Regions from separate parts of the Mus musculus genome. Here all the other regions are linked to region 7. A link is a contact called in public Hi-C, HiChIP or PLAC-seq and promoter capture Hi-C data. All regions are on one chromosome and are shown on one strand. The core of a region is the stretch at or near the end of the contact, and the rest is flanking DNA. Distances in the headings are between cores, read along the strand shown. Region 1 holds the start of Kctd13 (potassium channel tetramerisation domain containing 13). Region 2 holds the start of Taok2 (TAO kinase 2). Region 3 has its middle 12 kb from the start of Gm51458. Region 4 holds the start of Gdpd3 (glycerophosphodiester phosphodiesterase domain containing 3). Region 5 holds the start of Zfp629 (zinc finger protein 629). Region 6 holds the start of Ino80e (INO80 complex subunit E). Region 7 holds the start of Sephs2 (selenophosphate synthetase 2).

The links. Promoter capture Hi-C pulls out the DNA fragments that hold promoters and counts their contacts. Hi-C and Micro-C count contacts between places; a contact is called where the count stands out from the background. HiChIP or PLAC-seq counts read pairs in DNA pulled down with a chosen protein or histone mark. Capture Hi-C pulls out chosen DNA fragments and counts their contacts.
Region 1: a promoter capture Hi-C map of fetal liver shows a contact between it and region 7, with 2.2 times the contacts expected there. The contact joins the promoter of Kctd13 here to the promoter of Sephs2 in region 7. A contact is called at or near these places in 5 of 39 promoter capture datasets (fetal liver, hippocampal neurons, liver and 2 more), 1 of 484 Hi-C or Micro-C datasets (liver) and 2 of 115 datasets of contacts at active chromatin or transcription factors (bone marrow-derived macrophages and microglia).
Region 2: a promoter capture Hi-C map of liver shows a contact between it and region 7, with 3 times the contacts expected there. The contact joins the promoter of Taok2 here to the promoter of Sephs2 in region 7. A contact is called at or near these places in 3 of 115 datasets of contacts at active chromatin or transcription factors (bone marrow-derived macrophages, microglia and pancreatic cancer cells) and 2 of 9 other capture datasets (liver and pancreatic islet).
Region 3: a Hi-C map of liver shows a contact between it and region 7, with 3 times the contacts expected there. The contact joins the enhancer-like site here to the promoter of Sephs2 in region 7. A contact is called at or near these places in 3 of 39 promoter capture datasets (cranial neural crest, embryonic stem cells and stem cell-derived epiblast-like cells), 1 of 484 Hi-C or Micro-C datasets (liver), 8 of 115 datasets of contacts at active chromatin or transcription factors (double positive thymocytes, embryonic stem cells, forebrain and 3 more) and 1 of 9 other capture datasets (liver).
Region 4: an HNF4G HiChIP or PLAC-seq map of pancreatic cancer cells shows a contact between it and region 7. The contact joins the promoter of Gdpd3 here to the promoter of Sephs2 in region 7. A contact is called at or near these places in 1 of 484 Hi-C or Micro-C datasets (neutrophils), 3 of 115 datasets of contacts at active chromatin or transcription factors (astrocytes, embryonic stem cells and pancreatic cancer cells) and 2 of 9 other capture datasets (adipose tissue and liver).
Region 5: a promoter capture Hi-C map of second pharyngeal arch cranial neural crest shows a contact between it and region 7. The contact joins the promoter of Zfp629 here to the promoter of Sephs2 in region 7. A contact is called at or near these places in 10 of 39 promoter capture datasets (the 3T3-L1 cell line, cranial neural crest, embryonic stem cells and 6 more) and 4 of 115 datasets of contacts at active chromatin or transcription factors (T-cell acute lymphoblastic leukemia, astrocytes, embryonic forebrain and 1 more).
Region 6: a promoter capture Hi-C map of adipose tissue shows a contact between it and region 7, with 2.8 times the contacts expected there. The contact joins the promoter of Ino80e here to the promoter of Sephs2 in region 7. A contact is called at or near these places in 3 of 115 datasets of contacts at active chromatin or transcription factors (bone marrow-derived macrophages, microglia and stem cell-derived neural progenitor cells) and 1 of 9 other capture datasets (adipose tissue).

What each region holds. Positions count from the first base shown.
Region 1 is chr7:126,927,502-126,930,201 of GRCm38.p6, forward strand. Kctd13 (potassium channel tetramerisation domain containing 13) reads left to right here and starts at 1,378. Exons shown (of 6, transcript NM_172747.2): 1 at 1,378-1,797. The coding sequence starts at 1,554. It also overlaps a transcript of Tmem219 not described here.
Region 2 is chr7:126,883,613-126,886,312 of GRCm38.p6, forward strand. It overlaps Taok2 (TAO kinase 2), which reads right to left and starts at 1,355. Exons shown (of 16, transcript NM_001163775.2): 1 at 294-1,355. Tmem219 (transmembrane protein 219) reads right to left here. Exons shown (of 6, transcript NM_026827.1): 6 at 2,607-2,700.
Region 3 is chr7:127,647,784-127,650,615 of GRCm38.p6, forward strand. No RefSeq gene overlaps it. Among named protein-coding and RNA genes, the nearest start is that of Gm51458, 12 kb to the left of the region's middle. Within about 2 kb of position 1,283, at least 15 of the 459 cell types and tissues checked have an H3K27ac peak or open chromatin away from gene starts, as enhancers often do. A contact at or near this core is called in hepatocytes and liver, where this site is marked.
Region 4 is chr7:126,765,085-126,767,833 of GRCm38.p6, forward strand. It overlaps Gdpd3 (glycerophosphodiester phosphodiesterase domain containing 3), which reads left to right and starts at 1,330. Exons shown (of 10, transcript NM_024228.2): 1 at 1,330-1,525; 2 at 1,818-1,860; 3 at 2,091-2,226; 4 at 2,307-2,352; 5 at 2,483-2,601; 6 at 2,679-2,749. The coding sequence starts at 1,387. Mapk3 (mitogen-activated protein kinase 3) reads left to right here. Exons shown (of 9, transcript NM_011952.2): 9 at 156-732.
Region 5 is chr7:127,614,017-127,616,716 of GRCm38.p6, forward strand. Zfp629 (zinc finger protein 629) reads right to left here and starts at 1,256. Exons shown (of 3, transcript NM_001362196.1): 1 at 1,067-1,256.
Region 6 is chr7:126,861,024-126,863,723 of GRCm38.p6, forward strand. Ino80e (INO80 complex subunit E) reads right to left here and starts at 1,349. Exons shown (of 8, transcript NM_001370765.1): 1 at 1,251-1,349; 2 at 682-994; 3 at 453-523; 4 at 217-269. The coding sequence starts at 1,306. It overlaps Hirip3 (HIRA interacting protein 3), which reads left to right and starts at 949. Exons shown (of 7, transcript NM_172746.3): 1 at 949-1,493; 2 at 1,577-1,697; 3 at 1,795-1,903; 4 at 2,146-2,700. The coding sequence starts at 1,429.
Region 7 is chr7:127,272,697-127,275,396 of GRCm38.p6, forward strand. Sephs2 (selenophosphate synthetase 2) reads right to left here and starts at 1,363. Exons shown (of 1, transcript NM_009266.3): 1 at 1-1,363. The coding sequence starts at 1,223.

The DNA.
Region 1 (2,700 bases), core at 128-2,627, 350 kb before region 7:
AAGCCACTGCCACAGCCTCGCTATGGGTGCTAGGCCAGTCCTGGCAACAGCAAGGCTTCAGGGAGGAGAGCAAGTTCCAGTCAAGAATTACCTTCTCACTGCTCCACCTGGTAGGGAGAGCAGGCTTGGCAATCCCTCTTGGCAGAACACAAGTTTCTTCAGTGCCGGACACATTTCTTGATAACATCTTCTAACAGCCACTTTGCTTCTCCACACTGCTACCTCTCCAGAGCCAACACTAGATTTGTACCCCTGACTGAGCAGCAAAAGAACCAACCAGACCCAGAGAGAGGAGCTTTGCCCAGATCTTCCAGTCAGCTGGTGACAGAGTTGGAGAAGAGAAACTGGAACTCTCTCCCGACACAGGGGTTTTCTATGTAGACTAGGGTTGGACTTGAACTCAGAGAGCCACCTGCTTCTGTCTCCTGAGTGCTGGGATTAAAGGTGTGAGCCAACACTGCCTGGTTTGACTTTGCTTAAACATCCAAGACAAAACCCCTTCCAGACGTTAGGGCAGGCTGTTAAATACCTCAGCTATCACCTCTTGTTCACAATGCCCTATACCTTCTTCTCTTTTGGGGTTCCTTGGAAGGTCTCATGACAGCTGGGATTCTAAGACCTTCACTAGCTTGTCCAGTCTTATTCTTGTAATCGCCACGTTCCTGCCTAATGGTTCTCCTTTTGCTTTGAGATAGGTAAGACTGTATAGGCCAGGATCCCCTGGAGCTCATAATCTCTCTGCCTCAGCCTCCAGGGCTAAAATTAGTTATATGTAATTCAGGTCTCTATCCTTTTCCCTTCAGGGAACTCTTTGCACCCGCCTTCTAACCTGTGAGTCCCCTGGAAACCCTATGGCCTCATTGGAGAACTTTCTTTTTTCTTTTTTTTTTTTTTTTTTTTGTTTTGGTTTTTGGTTTTTTCGAGACAGGGTTCCTCTGTTTAGCCCTGGCTGTCCTGGAACTCACTTTGTAGACCAGGCTGGCCTCGAACTCAGAAATCTGCCTGCCTCTGCCTCCCGAGTGCTGGGATTAGAGGTGTGTGCCACCACGCGCGGTGAACTTTCATTTTGTTGACGGTTCTTCTAACAGTCTGTCAAGTGCACTGAGCTGGGCTAGGAAAACTATACTCAACCTTCAGCCTCTGCGCTTGTTTCTTTTTACGCGAATGAAGCGCTGCTGAAATCGTCACGGGTTGCGGTATTCTCCATCCACATGAACAAGGGGGCAAAGGATCCTTTAGACGTTTTCTCAGAACACCACACCCCCCAACCCGCAGGCTGGACTGCAACGGCGCCACCGACTGCGCACGCCCCGGTTCTTGGCTCCGCCCCCGAGACGCGGCCCTCGGCCTGGCCGCGCCTGCGCAGCTCCGCGCGCCGGCTTCCGGGTGGAGAGAGCGCGCGATGGGGCGGCTGGTGGACGTCGCGGAGTAGCTGTGGAGAGTGGGCGTGTGCGCCGAGCGGCCGGGCGCCGGCGCTGGAGTCGCGGGATCTCAGGGAACCGGACCGGGGCGCAGAGAGGGCCTCCGACTGCCACCCGCGTCCGCTCACTGGCATGTCGGCCGAGGCCTCGGGCCCGGCGCCGGCTGCGGCCGAATGCTTGGAGTCCCCTAGCCCCTCGAGTGTGGAGCCTGGCTCCCCCTCGTACAGTCTGAAGCCCCTCACCCCGAACAGCAAGTATGTGAAGCTGAACGTGGGCGGCTCGCTGCATTACACCACGCTGCGCACCCTCACGGGGCAGGACACCATGCTCAAGGCCATGTTCAGCGGCCGCGTTGAAGTGCTCACAGACGCGGGAGGTATGCGTGCCGCCGGTACACGTGCTGCCCTCCAGCTCCCAGTTCATTCCAGGCTCCCTAGTCCCATCTTATCTTTTCCTAATTCAGAATCTCTCTCTTTCCCCAATCCTTTACTTCCAGCAGTAACATCTGCCAAGCGCTCCATTGCCGATTATCTGCTCTTCTTCCCTTAGTTCAAACAGCCAAGGAACCAGGTCTACTGCAAGCAGTACCCCTCAAACAACCTTTATCACTTACTTCCCACTGCCCAGCCTTTTGTTTGCCTCTCTGCGGTAGAACCGCCCCAGGTAGCCTCGAGAACGGAAAGATTTGGTCTGTCTCTAATACAAGTGCCCAGTGCCCGCACTCTAGGAATCATCCATGAATGCGAAGTGAAGGGCGCAGCTTTTCTTGACAGGTGAACCTTAACCTTCTCGGGAGTGTTGCCTTAAATTTGGGACTCACTTATTGTAGAATAGCTTTAAGGGGAAGGGCTTAACATAGATAAAAGCAAACACTTAGGAGGTGAAGTTCGGCTTTCAAATACCGAAGATGAAAATTCACTTATTTGATTAGTATTGTGATGCGTCAGTTACTGCTAGAGAAAGTTTGGTAAAGGGAAATGATGAATCTTGGGGAGTTAGCCCCACACCCCGCAGGGAGTTGGGGAGGGCATGGAGTAGGAATGACCAGTAAGCAAGAAAATCTCATGTAATCACAGTAATTCTTGGTATTCCAAGTAATGTTACTACTTCATCGTTGTGAACCGGAGGATTGAAGTGGGCATTTTTCATTAAATTAGATGGTTAAAATGAATACAAGGGGTTACATTTATTGATAAGGTAATTTGGTAAGAATCTCCCCCATGGTGAGCTGGGCCTGGTGCCTCCTGCCTATACTGCTAACACTCAGTTTGGGTTACAT
Region 2 (2,700 bases), core at 105-2,604, 390 kb before region 7:
GGGCAAAATTAATAAAGACTAGAAAGGTGGAAAGCCATTTGATTGGCTAAGCATCCTAGGGCGTGACCCTTGGTGACAAGACAGGCCCTGTCACCTGAGAGTACCCCTTCAACCAGACACAATGAAGGCAAGAGAAAGGGAGAAGAGGTAGCAACAGAAGCAGACTGGGCTGGCCAGAGACTGACCATGGGCCCAACAGGAATCCCTATCCTGAGGAGAGGGCCTACCCAGCCCCAGCTTCTCGGCATGGAGCTGACCAGAGGGGCTCATGCCCATACACCCATGTCTCTCACCTGGTAGGGGTCACTATGGTGCCCCAGCGCCTCCGCTTCCGCCTGGGGTACTCCAGTTGCTCTGACAAGCAGGGAGAGGGGCAAGGAGACCTTCCCCCTCGCCACCTCTTCCTCAGCTTTCGCCCTTCCTGAGGGGCGGGCCCGGGAAGCCTCCCCTGGAGGGGAGGGGGTGACAACCTGATCTGACCTCGCGGTCCAGTCCTCCCCCAACTCGAGGGCGACAGTTGCTGAATCCCGGATTTCCGATTGTGGGGTCTGAGCCCCGTATATTTGCAAGGGCTAAAAATGAGTCCGATATCTGATCGCTTGGAGGATGAACCCCGGATATTGGTGCACACAGGGTCCTGAATCCCAGGTATTTTAAATTCTATAAAACAGAGACCCAGGTTTGTAAAGGTTGGGACTTTGGGTCCCAGATATCTGATATACGAGGGTTTGATACCTGGGTATCTGAGAAACAAGGGACCAAGCCCCAAAATTTGGGACCCAGGGGCCTGAGCCCCAGGTCTTCGGCCACGACAAGGGGCCCACCCCGAGGACGCCCGGCTGCACGGCCCCTCTAAGGCTGGGGTCCGAGAGTGACAGCCCCTACTCCAGCCCTGGCCTACTCCCTTTCCCGTCCTCTCTCTCCGGAACAGCTGAAGGACTGTAGCGGAGGCGCTGCTGATGGTCCCTGTGCCTCACTCCCTTTCCTTTTCGTCTCAGCTTCTCACCGCACCACAGCCCTGCTCTCGTCCCGGCCTCCCTCTCTCTCCCTCTCTCTCTTCCTCCCAATTCCAAGATGGAGACCGGGCGGGAGCGCGCAGGCGCGGTATGCACGCCGGGCCAAAGGGGTGGGGCCCCAAAGGAAATAGCCCCGCCCCTCGCCAGTAGCCGCCGCGGCCCAGACGACAAGCTGCCTTCGAGCCCAAGTGCGCGCGCGCCCCGCCACGCGGATCCTTGGTGGGAAGAGGAGAGGAGAAAGGCTTGGCTTGCTTGGGGTGGAGCCCAAGCGCGCGGTCCAAGGACTGCTGGTGGAGAGAGCTGTGGCGCATGCGCCCGCCACGCTTTCGCGCTGCGACTGAGCCTGTTGCTAGGGGAAGCTCTGAGGGGGTGCTCTAGGAAGGAAAGCTGTGGTCTGCGCCTGCGTGCAGGGTAAAGGCTGAAAGGAGTAAAGCAAGGCTGCTGGCAGCTGGGCGCCGGAAAGGCGGGAAACCGGACCATTATTATGTTCACAAGTATCTAAACTAAACCTGAGCTCCCAAGTGCGAGAACGATGTGCCAAAGTTCGGAAAACCCAATGGGTCAAATCCCTACTGGAAAATTGAGGTCCAGTAGGATTGTATAACTTGCCAAAACGCATTAAGCATTTCATACACAGAACATCAATTTAAGTTCATGGAAGAAAACAAATGACAAAGTAGCACAGTTGTGTTCACAGTGTGTCTAAAGAGTATATAGTGCTAGATTAATGCTTACAATTCCAGCACTCAGCAAGCTGAGGCTGAGGCAGGAGGATACCAGTTCTGCAGGGTATGTAACCTAATGGAGTTCCAGTATCAAAAACAAAAAACAAACAGACACACAAACAAACAAAGAACAAAAAACCACAAATATTTTCCAAAGCAAATCCACCAACACGGCCACAGTTTTAAGTGACCTATGCCAACTTGTATTTCAAACTAAGGTCAACAAGGGTAACAAGACGCTAATCATCAGGAAACTAGAGAGGGTGACATCCAAAGATTTTGAGTTCCAGGCCAGGGGGCCCAGGCTTTTCATCCCAGCAACTTGAGAGGTAGAGGCAGGCAGATCTCTGAATTTGAAGCCAGCTAGGGCTCTATAGTGAGACGTGACAAAACAAGGCTGGGGAGCCTGTTCAGTGGTAGAGTGCTTGCCTGCCTAGTGTAGGCGAGGCTCTACATTCAACCCACAGTGCCACAAAATTGGACAGGAGCAAAATGACTAAGTATGTGCTTGCTGAGAAAAGGCTGGTAACCTGTGTTCTATCCCCTGAACCCATGCAAGGGTTGAGGAAGAGAGCACAACTGCTCTGGGACCCCCATGCACGGGCCATGGCATGAGCACACCCAATAAGAAAGAAAAGCCCCCATGGAGTGGTGGCATGTGCCTTTCATCCCAGCACTTAGGAGGCAAAGGCAGGAGGATCTCTGAGTTCTAGGCCAGCTTGGTCTGCAAAGTAAGTTCCAGAACAGCCAGGGATACATAGAGAAACTGTCTCGAAAAACAAAACAAAAAAATTCTTTTACGTCAACAAGGAAAAGTCCCCAGTATTTACTTTAATCCAATCCCCAGTAAGTACCTTACACAATAGTAGTCAAAAGCCATTTATTTTCCCACAGTCTAGTTCTTCACTTTTTGTAATAGGTCTTCTAAACTCAGAAGTGGGCCCCAAGAACTTGACCTG
Region 3 (2,832 bases), core at 33-2,532, 380 kb after region 7:
GGAGCGGCCAGAACATTGGCAGACACACGGGTTCAAGGAGCGGCCAGAGCATTGTGCACCTCTATTTTTCTAAATCAGTGAAGCTAGTTCTGCTAGCCATGAAATCTATTTTGCCAATTTCAGGGCTTCTGTGACCTTTTGCATTCTGTCAGGATCTTTCAGTTATGGGGGATGTTTATCCAGTCTTAGGAGAGTTGGCTGCCTCTTTGCTGTCCAGGGTCTGTGGAGCCATCTGAGGATAGGTCAGAAGGGACAGGTCCAGTAGGAATGTGTGTCTATGAGAGGAGATTGGAGCATATGAAGGTTGCTTCTCTGGAGCTGTCCTGGGTGTAGTAAGCACCTGGACTTGACAAGATGCTGAAACACATTATTATAGGTAGAGAATAAGAGTAAATACATTTGAGAGAAAAACAATTTTTTTCTTAAGATGTACATTTGAAACCCAGAGAAATCCCACCCTCTGGAATAGGTTAGGCAGATGTACGTATCTGGGTGGAGTCTATTTGGTCCATGAGAGGTAGATCTGACTGGGTTTCCTGTAACTTATAAGTTTATAAAAGAGATAACAGCATGAGTTAACCACATGAATTGTCTTTAAGATGAGCCTTTTGTGGAGCAGAAGGAATAAGATTAAAAAGTTCAATCGGAGCTGGGCAGTGGTGGCGCATGCCTTTAATCCCAGCACTTGGGAGGCAGAGACAGGTGGATTTCTGAGTTTGAAGCCAGCCTGGTCAACAGAGTGAGTTCCTAGACAGCCAGGACTACACAGAGAAACCCTGTTTTGAAAAACAAAACAAACAAACAAAAAAAAGTTTGATTGTATAGTGGAATATTTTATTAGAGTTAGGCAAATTTATAGGAACTCAGATAATGTTAGGACAGTGGCATAGCAAAAAGAGGAAGTATGAAGCATTTAATCAATGGAAACAGAATTTAGGTAAGGAGATAACAGATTACATCTGTGAAAGTTTTTTTCTCTAGCTGTCAATGTAGCCAGAAGTCTGGGGAATAAACAATAATTTAGCAGTTATATTATTTAAAAAATGACAGAGTCTACTAGCCAACAGTTCTCTGTGATCTCCATGGTCTCTACAGCAAGTTGGGCAGTCAGTCTGGCTTTCAAGCACAGAAGATGCAGGCTTTTTCTCTGTGGAATGGATATGTGTGACGTGAAAAATGGCTTACCTTGGTTTTAGCTAGGTCACGTGACTCAGAGTATCGAGTGCTGTCCACTGCGTGTTTCAGTGGTGATCACATCACAGTCCAGGCAGTATCCTGCAGCTGTGTCCACATCTCCTGAGACTTCCTGGGAGGAACCTTAGAGGCTTTGGGGAATTCTGACTGTCACAAACTTAATAATTAACAAATTTCTTACAGATTGAGCACTGTAGGTTGGCTATAACTGAATAGAATTTGATAGCAGTCATCAAGACAGGATAGGAAAGAGAACCGTAGGTAACTTTGACAGTTTCGGAGGTATAGAGAAGTACATTGTTGTATTAGCAAAGAAACATTCAGCTAGGACTAGAATAAGAGCTAACAGCCGTGGCCTGAGATCAGACTGTACTGGCAGGCAAGCCGTGGGAATGGCTAAACTGTGGAGCACACAGCCAGTGGCCCACAGGTCATGGCCCCCAGGGCCAGTGGGTTGGAGCAGAACTGTGCTATGGGCAGCTGAGGCAGAGAACCCTGTCAGGTGGCCTGCAGGCTGCTGCGGGGAGGGACTTCCTACCCTTGAATTCTTTTTTTTTTTTTTTTTTTTTTTTTTTTTTGGTTTTTCGAGACAGGGTTTCTCTGTGTAGTCCTGGCTGTCTTGGCTGTCTTGGAACTCACTCTGTAGACCAGGCTGGCCTTGAACTCAGAAATCCGCCTGCCTCTGCCTCCCAAGTGCTGGGATTAAAGGCTTGCACCACCATGCCCGGCACTACCCTTGAATTCTTAATACTTCTCTTTTCGTCTAATAAATGCTAGGCCTACAGGCACGTGTTTTTATATTTTTACCTTCTTTTATTCCTTTTTTTTCTTACTGTATTTTTTTAGACTTATTTCTTTATTTCATGTATGTGGGTATACTGTCTTCAGACACACCAGCAGAGGGCATCAGATCCCATTACAGATGGTTGTGAGCCACCATGTGGTTGCTTGGAATTGAACTCAGAACCTCTGAAGAGCAATCAGTGCTCTTAACTGCTGAGCCATCTCTCCAGCCCCTTATTGTTTTGTTTTGTTCTTTTTAATGATTCCCTTTGCCATGTCTCAAATTTTTCTGATTTTTTTATAAAGTATCATCTTGTATTAATTGTGCTTATAAAATGTTGTTTTGTTTTTAATTTCTTATTGGTGCTTTGTGACTTTCACATCATGAGCCCAAAACCCCCAGTATCCACTCTCCACCCTTACAACCTCTCCCTAAAAGAAAAACAAAAAACAAAAAAAAACCTCACTGTGGAAGCTGTAGTGTGTCACAGTGTGTCCCACAGCACACTTCTCTACTTGCAAATGTCCACTGCAATGAGTCATTGGTCTGTTGCAAGGCACCTACCTGACTTCTGCTACTCTATCATTCCTGGGACTTCACTGAGATTCCTCCTGGATATCCTGTCGTTGCCGGTGTTATGGAGATCCTGTAGTTTTAGATCTGTAGGACTGGCCCATGCCCTCCAGCTGTTCATCAATGGGGTAGATGTTGGGGTGGGCCAACTCAAAGCCCTGCATCTGGGCCTGAGAGGTGTCCGGGCTGGTCAGCCTGCCAGCTTTTCTGCTCCCACACTACCAGGGCAGGGTCTCCAGCGCTGCCTGGCTAGGTTGTCCAATGCCACAGCCAGCTCTCAG
Region 4 (2,749 bases), core at 80-2,579, 510 kb before region 7:
GCTTTGAGAGGAGCCTATAATCACAGTAGCACTTGGTGGCTGCTCTTGTTAGCTGCAGATAAGGAAGCCAAGACCCACAGAACTTGACAGTTCAAAGACGCTGGGGTCAGGGCTCACCCCGCTGACCATTCCTTTCTGTCCGTTTCTTCCTTCAGGTCCTGCTCCTACCTGCTCCTTCTCTGCAGATTGTTAGAAAGTGAACTTTGCTCAACCCAGACCCCGGCAGCCCAGGCTGGACCAAGGGTGGGCCTGGCCACCTTCTCTCACTTTGCTGGGGTCTCCTGCTTCAAGCAGGCTTCTCCCACTCCAATCCCCTGCCCCATCTCCCCATAGCCTGAGTGATGAGGTGGCCCCAGAGCTGATCTCTGCTGCTGTGTCTTTATCTACCCTTGCTAGCCCCGGCTCTGGTAGACCGTTCTGGAATGGAGGGGCTATGATCGTCCTAGGACCTGTGCTACGGAGGGGTGGAGGGCACTGAGTAGGGCTCTGCCCTATTCATCTTGTTGGAACCCCACCCCATTTTCCCTGACAGAACATTCCTAAGTCTCAAGGGCTAGTTTCCCTGAGGAGCCCAGGCCTAACCCTCTCTCTCTCAAGCTGCCACATGTAACGCCCTTGCTGCTTCTGTGTGTGGGTGATTGGATGTGGGGGTGGGGCCCGTGGAGAGCCGGTGCCCCTCCCCATCTCCCCGTGCCTGTATCTAATATATAAATATAGAGATGTGTATATGGATGAGCCTGCCTCTGTCTGTGTATGTCGACGCGACCCCAGCATACCGCACTCACAACTGCCCCCTGCCTCCAGCTGTGGCTTTACATGGCCCTGGTAGTCTTTGGCTCCAGCTGGCCAGGGATGAGGTTGGGTTCTAAGGAGTGTCAGTCTCTGGGAAGGGGTCAGTTTCCCTTTAGTCACTGTCTTCCCTAACAACTTCCTGTTTAACTGCTTGGAGTGAGTTGGGGTGACTCAGGGGTACCTTACACACCCCCAAATTCCCGGGAAGTGGCAAATGTGTAATAAGTTACAGATCCTGTCCACAAACACCTATGGGAGGCAGAAAGATCTAAACACTAGGGGGTGGGGCTGCTTAACCCCCCCCCCCACATGGTCAAGAACAAAAGGGGGTGCTGGGATCTGTGAAAGGTCTCTGGACATGGAACCCAGGGCTGCCTGCCTCAGTTCCTGTGCCTGGCCCCAGCTCTGGGCCATACTGCAGTCTGGCCACGTTCCAGCAGCACCCAGCAGGCTCAGCAGGTCCATGGGCGTGGCGCTGCCCGGTGGAGGAGCCAGCCTACACTGGCTGAGCAGGCAGGCTCGGCCCCGGGCATCAGAGCCCTTTGGGACAGGGAAGGCTGTGCTTTTGACAGAAGCCTGCCGTGGAGCGAGGCTATGATCCCTCTCCTGTACTTTGTTCTGCCCACCCTGGGCAGTTACGTCATGCTCTCCATCTTCTTCCTGCGCCGACCTCATCTGCTGCACACGCCGCGGGCTCCCGTCTTCCCTATCCGCCTGGCTGCCCACCGTGGAGGTGAGCTGAGTCAGGGAGGTGGAAGGGCTGGAATCCATGTAGGGTGGAGTGAGCCTAACAAGACAGGTGTCAGGGTGGGCAGCCCATCCTCAAGGTGCAAGGCATGATTGAATGTTAAAAAGAGCGAGGAAAGGAGAGTCTTGGGGCCTAGAGGGCATGTGGCAGGGAAGGAGAGGCCAGTTCAACTGATTGGAAGAGAGGAAGCCTAAAGCAAGTGGGAGACCGTCAGGAAGAAAGGTAAGCAGGAAGGTCAAGCTAGGTCCCGGGGATCCACCCAAACTGCTTTCCACAGGGTCTGGGGAGCGACTGGAGAACACCATGGAAGCAGTAGAGAAGTGAGTCCAAGCCCCATCAAGTTCCATGTGAGGTTGTGGGGTTGTGGGCTGTGCTCTGCAGGACAACCAGGAGTGCTACTTACTCGCTTCATAAACTGGGTATCTGGAAGTCCTTGGAACTGTGGAACTGGCCACATGTCCCACCATAAATTCTGTGCCAATATTTCCCCTCCACTACATGCCCTGGTCCTTCCTGTGTCCTTTTCCCCCACCAACCTTTGCTCCCATAGTTCCATGGCCCAGCGAGCAGATCTCTTGGAATTTGACTGCCAGCTCACCCGGGATGGCGTGGTGGTAGTGTCACACGACAAGAACCTGTCCCGCCAGTCAGGCCTAAATAAGGATGTGAACACCCTGGACTTTGAGGTGAGTTTTGCAGCCCCTCACACTGAGAGCTGCATCACTTTCACGCGTGTACCCTGATGATGCTTCTCTGCTCTCCACAGGAGCTGCCCCTCTACAAGGAAGAGTTGGAAATTTACTTCTCACCAGGTAGGATGCGTGTAGCCACCCTTGAGCTGCCTAGCCATCTTCTTATATACTCTCATTAACACGCCCCCACCCCCAGCCTGTTTATCCTACTCTGACCCCAGTTTTTGTGACACCCCTCACCCCTGCCCAGGCCATTTTGCCCACGGGTCAGACCGGCACATGATTAGTTTGGAGGATGTATTCCAGAAATTTCCAAGGACTCCCATGTGCTTGGAGGTCAAAGAAAGAAATGAAGAACTCATTCACAAGGTAGTACTATAGCCCGGCAGCTGAGGGCAGGCCTCAGAAAGGCCTGGTTTCCTTTATACCACTTCTCTCCATCCTAGGTAGCCAACCTGACTAGGCGCTTTGACCGGAATGAGATTACTATTTGGGCTGCAGAGAAAAGCTCAGTCAT
Region 5 (2,700 bases), core at 6-2,505, 340 kb after region 7:
AGAAAGCCAGCCTATCTTGTTCAGTGTCTTTTAAGATCAGTTTGCAGATCGATGTCAGAAAAGTGACATAAGTTCGTCAGAGTGAGCCCCCAGGGGAAGGAGTCATATCTGTCACTCAAAATCCCGGGGGTGATCCCCAGGAGAGAGAACAGGGCTGCAGGAGGGCGCTGACATCTAACGGAATCCCTGGAATAATCTACCCTCGGGGTGACAGTGTGCATAGGTACTTTGTGCACAGGGACAAAGAGGACAAAGCTCACCAAGAGGTAGCTGGGGTGTGAAGCAGGTGAAGCAATGGACAGCTGACCAACTGCTAATGCAGCCGAGAAGTGAGTTAGCCATCCCCTATCTCTAAGTGTTTTTAGGGAGAGATGGGGGCCCCCCGGAGAGGAGAAGGTTACCCTGCTGAGCTGACCGAGAACAGGTAGGAGCTTAGATACTTGGACAGAGAAACTTAAAACTCAAGGGCCTACCGTAGAAGGGAAAGAGTTAATAACCAGGCCACATGCAAGAAGTAGCAAAGACTGCGAGGCGACTACTACTGGGAACCAGCCCAGGCCCAAGAGCGCCAGCCTCCTGCCCCGGACGACCCCCAGAGGACCGAGGCGGGAAGGACTGCCGGAGACGGCTGCCTTCCCGCGGAGGTGCGCGCGGCCCAGGGTGACCCTGACCAGGAGGCAGCGGGACCGCCCTCGACGCCGCCCCCCGCACCCCGGCGGACCAAGACTTGAGCGCCTCCGGCCGGGAGCACCCACCCTGTCCCCGGCTCCCAAAGCCCAGGCGAGCCGCCGGCGTTCCCTCCCCGCCGCGGACGCCCAGGCTGCCCGGCTCCGGGAGAGCGGCGGCCGCCTCGCCGCCCCCGGCCGGACTCGCTCTCTGGGCGCGCGCGCCTCCCCTCCCCCACGGCGGTCCCCGCGCGGTTCTCACAATCCCCCGGCCGCCGTCCCCCGCCGCCCCGGGCCCGGCCTGCGCCCCTCGCCCGTCGCCGCCTCCTTGGCCCTATTGTTCCCCGGCGGCTGTCCCGGGCCTCCAGGCCACCCCGGGAACCCAGGCGGCCCCAACTCACGGCTCTGGGGTCTGGGAAAAGCCGAAAGGCAGAGGCCAGCCCCAGGGGACTTAACCCCTTAAGTGCCCTGCCTCGGGGGACGGGCTAGATGCCGGGAACTCTAGGGTCCTTCTCAAGGGGTGATTCCAGGCTGAGGACCCGGGGACCAGTTCAGGGTGACTGGGACGGAGCAGGAAGTGACCCCAGCTTCCCGGGCCCCTCTAGCCTGGAGTCAGAACATCAGCTCTATGGGATTTAACCCTTTGCCTCCCACAGCCTGGGAAAAAATGAGGGGGTGGGTATGGAAGCAAGGAGGTGGCTGATGACGCCCCTCTCCCAGTGTCTAGTGGAATCACGGAAGATCAGCTTTTGGGGGAGCTCAGAGGCCGGCGAAGGTCTTCGGATTTCTGGCCATTCTCTCCAAAGACTCTGCCAGCCGCTCAGTTAAGCTGATCTCAGATTCGGCCGCCGCGGGTCCCCTGAGACCCGCCTTTGTTTGGACTCACCCAGGACTGGGGCTGGTATGCCTGGGTTGGTGATTAGGAGGTGAAAGCAAAGGTTGGGTGGGCTGACCTAGCGGTAAGAGCAGAAGCTAATGGGCCAGGCAAGGCTACCCAGCGCTACGGACCCTCTTACCCACCTCTCACCCCCCCACCGGTGGTCAGGTCTCCCTGGAGGAAGAAACTGACAAGGTAGGCAAGCATTACCCCTTCCCAGCAGCTCGGTGGTAAGGTATGCAACTCACTGCAGGGCAATCCTTCCATAAACTTAGGGAGCAAGAAGTAGTGGTGAATTCCTGTAATTCCGTTGCTTGGGAGACAGAGGCAGGAGGACCTGAAGGTTCAAAATATTCGTGGCCCACATAGCTCCAGGCTACCTAGCGAGACCCTGTTTCTAAACAAGGAACCTCACAGGGCTCCCAAACTGTTCCTGCTTGTGTCTCATTTTCTCCCCACCACATCCTGAGAGAGGACTTAGAATCATCCCCATTTTACAAGGCAAATTAATCAAGACATGAGATGTGAGGTAAAGTTCGAGGCCACAGTTTTCAATGAACCCAGGTGTGAGGAGACCAGAGTTGAACAATTGAACATTCTACCCTCAAAAAGTTCCATAGTAGCTAAGCACACCACCTGTAATCTTCAGCCATTAGTAGGCTGAGGCAGGAGAATCAAGAGTTGGACTTCAGGATCAGCCTGGGATGCACAATAGGACTCGTTTCAAACCTTAAATAAATAAATAAATAAATAAATAAATAAATAAATAAATAAATAAATTCCAAGCCCTGTATGGGAGTGAATAGCTGTGACTCTAGCACTGCAAGCTGACACAGGAAAATCACCATGAATTAAGACCAACCTAGGTGAATATATACTGGCTGGGTCAAACCCCCCTCCCCCACACATGTAGCAGATGTATATAGCTCGGTCTTCATGTGAGTCCTCCACAGCTGGATCAGGGGTTGTCTCTACAGCTTTTGCCAGCCTGTGGATTTTGTTCCCCTAACTGGGCTGCCTTGTCTGGTCTCAGTGGGAGAGGATGCATCTAGCTATGTTTGATGTGCCAGGGTGAGGGAATAGAAACAGGGGAGGCTCCACCCTCTCAGAAGAGAAGGGAAGGGGGATAGGGGCAGGCCTGGGAAGAAGGGGGCAGCA
Region 6 (2,700 bases), core at 99-2,598, 410 kb before region 7:
CTAGCCTGGTCTACAAAAGGACTACACAGAGAAACCTTGTCCAATGGGGTGAAAAAAGACAAAACAGGAAGAAGGTGACAGAAGGCAGCAACTAGGCTTAAGAACCATTGGAGGGGCCTGCATCAGCTTCCGGACCCTAGGAGGGTGGACCTAGGAACACGTGTTTCAAGGGCCAGTATCTCATATCTTCCTAAAAGTGGTCATGACTTTGCTCACCAGAGGAGTCTTCATCCACGTTCTCATACTGCAGAAGTCGATCTAGAAGGAAACTGAGACAAGTGGGAAGGAGGGTGGGTATCCCCATTTTGGTGGTCTTGAGCCCTACCTAGTCCCTCCTAGGAGACCCACTGGATCCTCCTAAGACTGCATGCATTTGGGATCCTGTTCCGGGACGGCGTAAGAACGGATTCCCTGGGAGTTAACAGTGCCCTCGTGCCCACAAGATGCCTTACCTCTTGTCTCGGGAAACCTTCAGCAATTTCCTTTGCGCCTTTCTGAGCTCCTCCTGGAAGCACTCGTGCTCCTGCGGCGGACAGGGCGGGTGCTGAGCCAAGAGCAATCCATAAAAGACCCAGAACCCGGAGACATCTCTCCCTACTCACCCCCTTTACCACATGGGTAAACTGAGGTCCTCTCCGAGTTAGGCCTCACACTCCACAACCGCCCCACGCTGGCACTCACGTAAATGAGGAACTTGAGCTTCCGCTTCAGATTCCTGTATTTCTTTTTGTAGTCCACTTCGCCGTCCGCTGGTCCGTTCATGACCCGCCAGGGAGAAACGCCCCGGAGTAGAGTCCCGCTACCCAAGTCCGCCCGGCCTCTCACACCTCCACTTCCGGAGACTTTGCAACGCCGTATGAAACGGACTACAACTCCCAGCGTCCTCCGCGCGCGGGGAGCGTAATCACACCGCCCGCCCTCCTGGGGGAAGACCCGAAAGGAACGCTGCTTCCAGTGGCTTCGCGGTGAGCTGAGGTCACAGAGGAGCTGGACACTGGGGGGGCACAATTATTGATTGTAAACTGTTTATAAAGATTTGGAACCAAAAGAATATAACCAGAAATTCAGTATGTTAGCGAGAATACCGTCTCCCTTCTGCCTTTCGAAACAAGCGACCTAATTTGTTAATCCCGACCACAGGGATTGATTGAACTGATTACGTTATAAAGACTGCCGGCGCCGAACCGGCTTCTAGCGAAAATTTTAACACGTAGTTTTAGCAAAGAGTCGAAACCTCGCTCAAGACCCACCAGCTGCTCAGGAAAAAGCAAGGTCGGCCAAAGTTTTCCGTCTCAGTGCTCCACATCGGAGGCTCAACGGTCCCATTCCTCACGAAGCCGCCGCACTGCGCGTGCGCAAACTACTGTCGCTCGGGAAACCAGCCTTGAAGAAAAAAAGGCGGGAGCAACCAATCCCTGGTGACGCAAAATGGCGCCGGGAGATGAGATGCGAAAATTCACTCGCAGCTTCTTTCGAGCTTGCCCGGACCTCAGGTGCATAGAGTCTGGGTATTAGAGTCTGGGTTGTGAAGGGGAGGGGTTAGGCTGGAACTCTGTCATGACACGTGTCTCTGTAGCTCGGTTACGCACGCCATCGTGCGACAGAAATTTTTGATTCACGTGGGTCGGGATCATCTTGAACCTGAAGAGAAGCAGGCGTTGAAGCGGCTGGTGGAGGAGGAGCTGCCGAAAATGCAGGTGTGGGTCTAACCCTGGGCCAGCAGAGACAGGGTTTGTTGCTGAGGGGTTGGGGCAGGGCATCTTGGTTCGGTTTGCCCTCATGCTGCACCCACAGGCGGATGCTGGTACCAGGGAAGGAAAGCCAGACTTTATCAAAGTGAAGAGGTCTCCTGCTCCCTGCAGTGACCCAAAGAAGAAAAGGTTCCGCTTTAATTCAGAGTCAGGTTAGTGCCTTCTTCCCTGTTTATCTGTCTGTGACTCCAGCATCATTGGTTTCTTCAAAAGGCGAGGCGCATGTATTAATTGCAAGGCTGGGGCTTGGGGGACAGTGAGTCAGGAACCAGCTGGGGCCACAGCTGTGGTGCTTCTTGCTGCCCTTCACTCTTAACCAGAGTAGATCTAGAAGCATCCTATTCTAGATGGAAGGAGAGGGAGGAATCCATCCAGTCCCATCCCCATGTTTCAGAATCCAGCTCTTCACCATCCAGTCCAGATGGCTCAGGACCCTCAACAAAGAACAGGACAACCAAGAAGACATGTCTAAGAAGAGCCTTAAAGAAAGCAGTTGAGAGCACAGATGAAGACCACCAAACAGACCTGGATGCAAAGATGGGATTGGAGGAGAGCAGTGAGGGGGAAGCAGAGGGCTCTGTTAGATCAGGTAAGGTCACCGAGGAAGAGGAGGACATGAAACAAGAACAGAAGGGCCAGGTTAGAAAGCAAGCTGGGGCCAAAGACAAGCAAGTACCACTCAAGGCAGACAGGAAGCAGGTTAGGGAAGAGAGTGGGAGCAGTGAGGAGGAGGCTGTGCTGCAGAGAGCAAAGGTGGAGGGAAGCACAGGTGCTAACTGCCAGGAGGAGAGTGAAGAGAGCGGAGAGGAGAGCCCAGCTAAGAAGAAAGAGCTTAGTGAGCCCAGATCCAGAAGTAACAGAGCAGAGAGAACAGCCAGGGAGAGAAAGAGCTATAAGCAGAAAAGCAGGCCTGGGAGGCCAACTGGAGGCTTGCGAGACAGCGAGGCAG
Region 7 (2,700 bases), core at 113-2,612:
CCAACGATCCAAGCTTGGTGACCCTCTCCGTACTTGGAAGATTTGATTTCCGAACAAAAGCGGGCCGCCTGCTCTCTTGGCAGACAAATCAGTAATCCCCCAGAGGTTTCAGCTGACGTTCCTTGGAGGAGGCCAAAGCGCCCACTGGCTTTGCTGATCGCAGCCATCTTGGCAATTATTGGCAGATTATGTATGACAAAGGACACTTCATTTTTTTGCTGTTTTGCCAGGTTCTGAGAGTGTCCTAATATGCCAAAGCCTGTGATATCCGTGGCTGCGTGGGCATTAAAAGTGTGCATCAAGCCAGCAGCAGTCCTGTTTAGAGTAGCCATATTGAACATAGCTTCCTGATAGGCTAACTCTACTTCCTCTCTGGAAACCACCATCTTGATTTTATTCCATTTCTCAGGATTATCCAGCCATTGGTGGGCATTGGCAGCAACCTGGGTTCCTAAAGGTTTGGTTAATACCAGCACATCTCCTACCACGGCACTATCAGGCATTATGAATTCATTTTGCTGACACACCACCGTGGCAACGCCACCGATGATAATCCACGGGTTGACCACTGTCTGTCCACCGGTCACTGCAGTGCCTCCCTCCTCCGCAGCGTCACGAAAGCCTTTGATCATGAGCGGTGTCACCTTCTCTCGTTCCTTTTCACTCATGCTCTGGCTCACACTGAGTAACATCAACATGTTGTCACACTCAGTGATACCCATGGCATAGAGGTCACTGAGCACATTGGCACAAGCTATGCGCCCCATCATATAGGGATCTTCCACCAAGGGGTAAAAGAAGTCGGTGGTCTGCACCAGCGACAGGCCTCCGTGCCTCAGGGGGATGACGCAGGAGTCCATGCCAATGCTCAGCGAGGGGAAGGCTGAGCCGGGGCCGGGCCTGGTGGACAGGCCCCCTTCCTGCACCGTCTCTTCCTGGCCCCCGACCAGACCCGAGGTAAGCGGGGGCTGCAGCGCGGGCCGCGTCAGTCCCTCCAGGAGTTTGAGCAGGGTCTCCTGGGGGACCTTGCAGCCTCAGCCCTTCATGCCGGAGAAGCTCGTCAGCCGCCAGCTCGGGCTGAAGCCCAGTGTCTGGGGCTCGAACGGCCGGTAGTTGGAGAAACTCCGGCCGGCAGACCAGCCCGCCGGGCCCAAGGAACCTTCTGCGGCCACTAGCGCCGCCATGGTTTCTCCGCTGGCGCCCGCCGCCGCCGCTTCCGCCATCGCGCCGCTCGCCCGGGAGGCCGTGCGGACCAGAAGGCCCAGATACCTGCAGATGAGTCTCCCAGCCACAGCGGGCCAAGGTTACGCCAGGAGATGATCAACCACGCGAGCCGGACCGGAGGACTCGAGCCACGCTGCCTGTCGGAGCGCCGCGCGGCCTCTATTTATATACAGCGTGATTGACAGCTGCTCTATCCAATGACGATTCCCGTACCGAGAGGCGGGCTTCCTTTACTCAAAAAGGTGTATTACAAATTAACCGTCTGCTTGCACAACCGGTCCCCGCGAGATCATCACGTGAACCCCTTGTAACCGGCCTGGAACGCAGATCAGGATGGACTCGAACTCGAGTCCATCGATCTGTCTCAGCTTTCCAAGTGCTGTTATTACAGGTGGGAGCCACGTTACCCGTGCGTGTCTTGTCCCCTCCGCCCCCCTCCGCCCTGGGAACCTGGTCTTGGAGTTGGCTGGCAGAAGTCTGCTGTTTTTGGAATCATTTTACCAAAGAATAAATTACTTACGGAAGGAAGCTCTGGCACTGGGCTAGCCCCAAGGTCAGAACAGTCCTAGGGTCATTTGACAGGACACAAAGCTAATCTAGGCTAAGAAAATACTTTAAGGGGAGGTTTAGGGGAAGAAAGGGGACATCACAAAGTAAATACTATGATTGCATAAGCAAATTGCACAATTGATGTTGTGAAGTTTCACATGGACTTAAAAATTCTGCACAGGTTTGGGTACTGTTTTGGCCATTATCTGGCAGCAGTGAGTTGCATCTTCAGTGCAAGCTAATTTATTATTTATTTATGGCTACTCTGTGCTAAGATGTCTCTATTTCTTGAAGTTAATATATGTGAGAATTCAGATCCAGGCAGGGGGGTTTGCCAATGTCTACTGAAATTATAAATGCTAAACTCATAGTAGTGGCTTTATGCCTGTAATTCCACCATTTGAGAGACTGAGACTGTTAATTCCAGGCCAGCCTGTACTACATAGTACTACATAGTGAGTTCCAGGCCAGCCTGTTCTACAGCTTGCAACCCTAAACCAAATAAATGAATAGGTTTTTCCACTGTGTGATCCCAGTACTTGGAAAACTGTGGTAAGAAGACAATGATGTCCATTCTAGCCTGGGCTCCACAGTGAGATCTTGTCTCAAAAAGCCTAAAATAGGTGCTGGAGAGGTAGGTAGGTGGTTAAGAGCGCCTGCTGTTCTTGCAAAGGACCTGGGTTCAGTTCCTGGAACTTACATGGTGGCTATCATCCGTAATTCCAGTTTCCAGGGGACCTGATGTCCCTCTTCTGGCTTCTGAGAGCACCAGGAACACACAGTTCCCTGTCAAACATATAGCCAAAACACTCCTACACATACAAAATAAAAGTAAATGAATCTTTGTATTATTGCTGTCTTTGATGGTGCGTGTGGCTTTCCGGGGATGACTGTGTAGCTTGGCTCTCCCCAACCTTTACATGGATT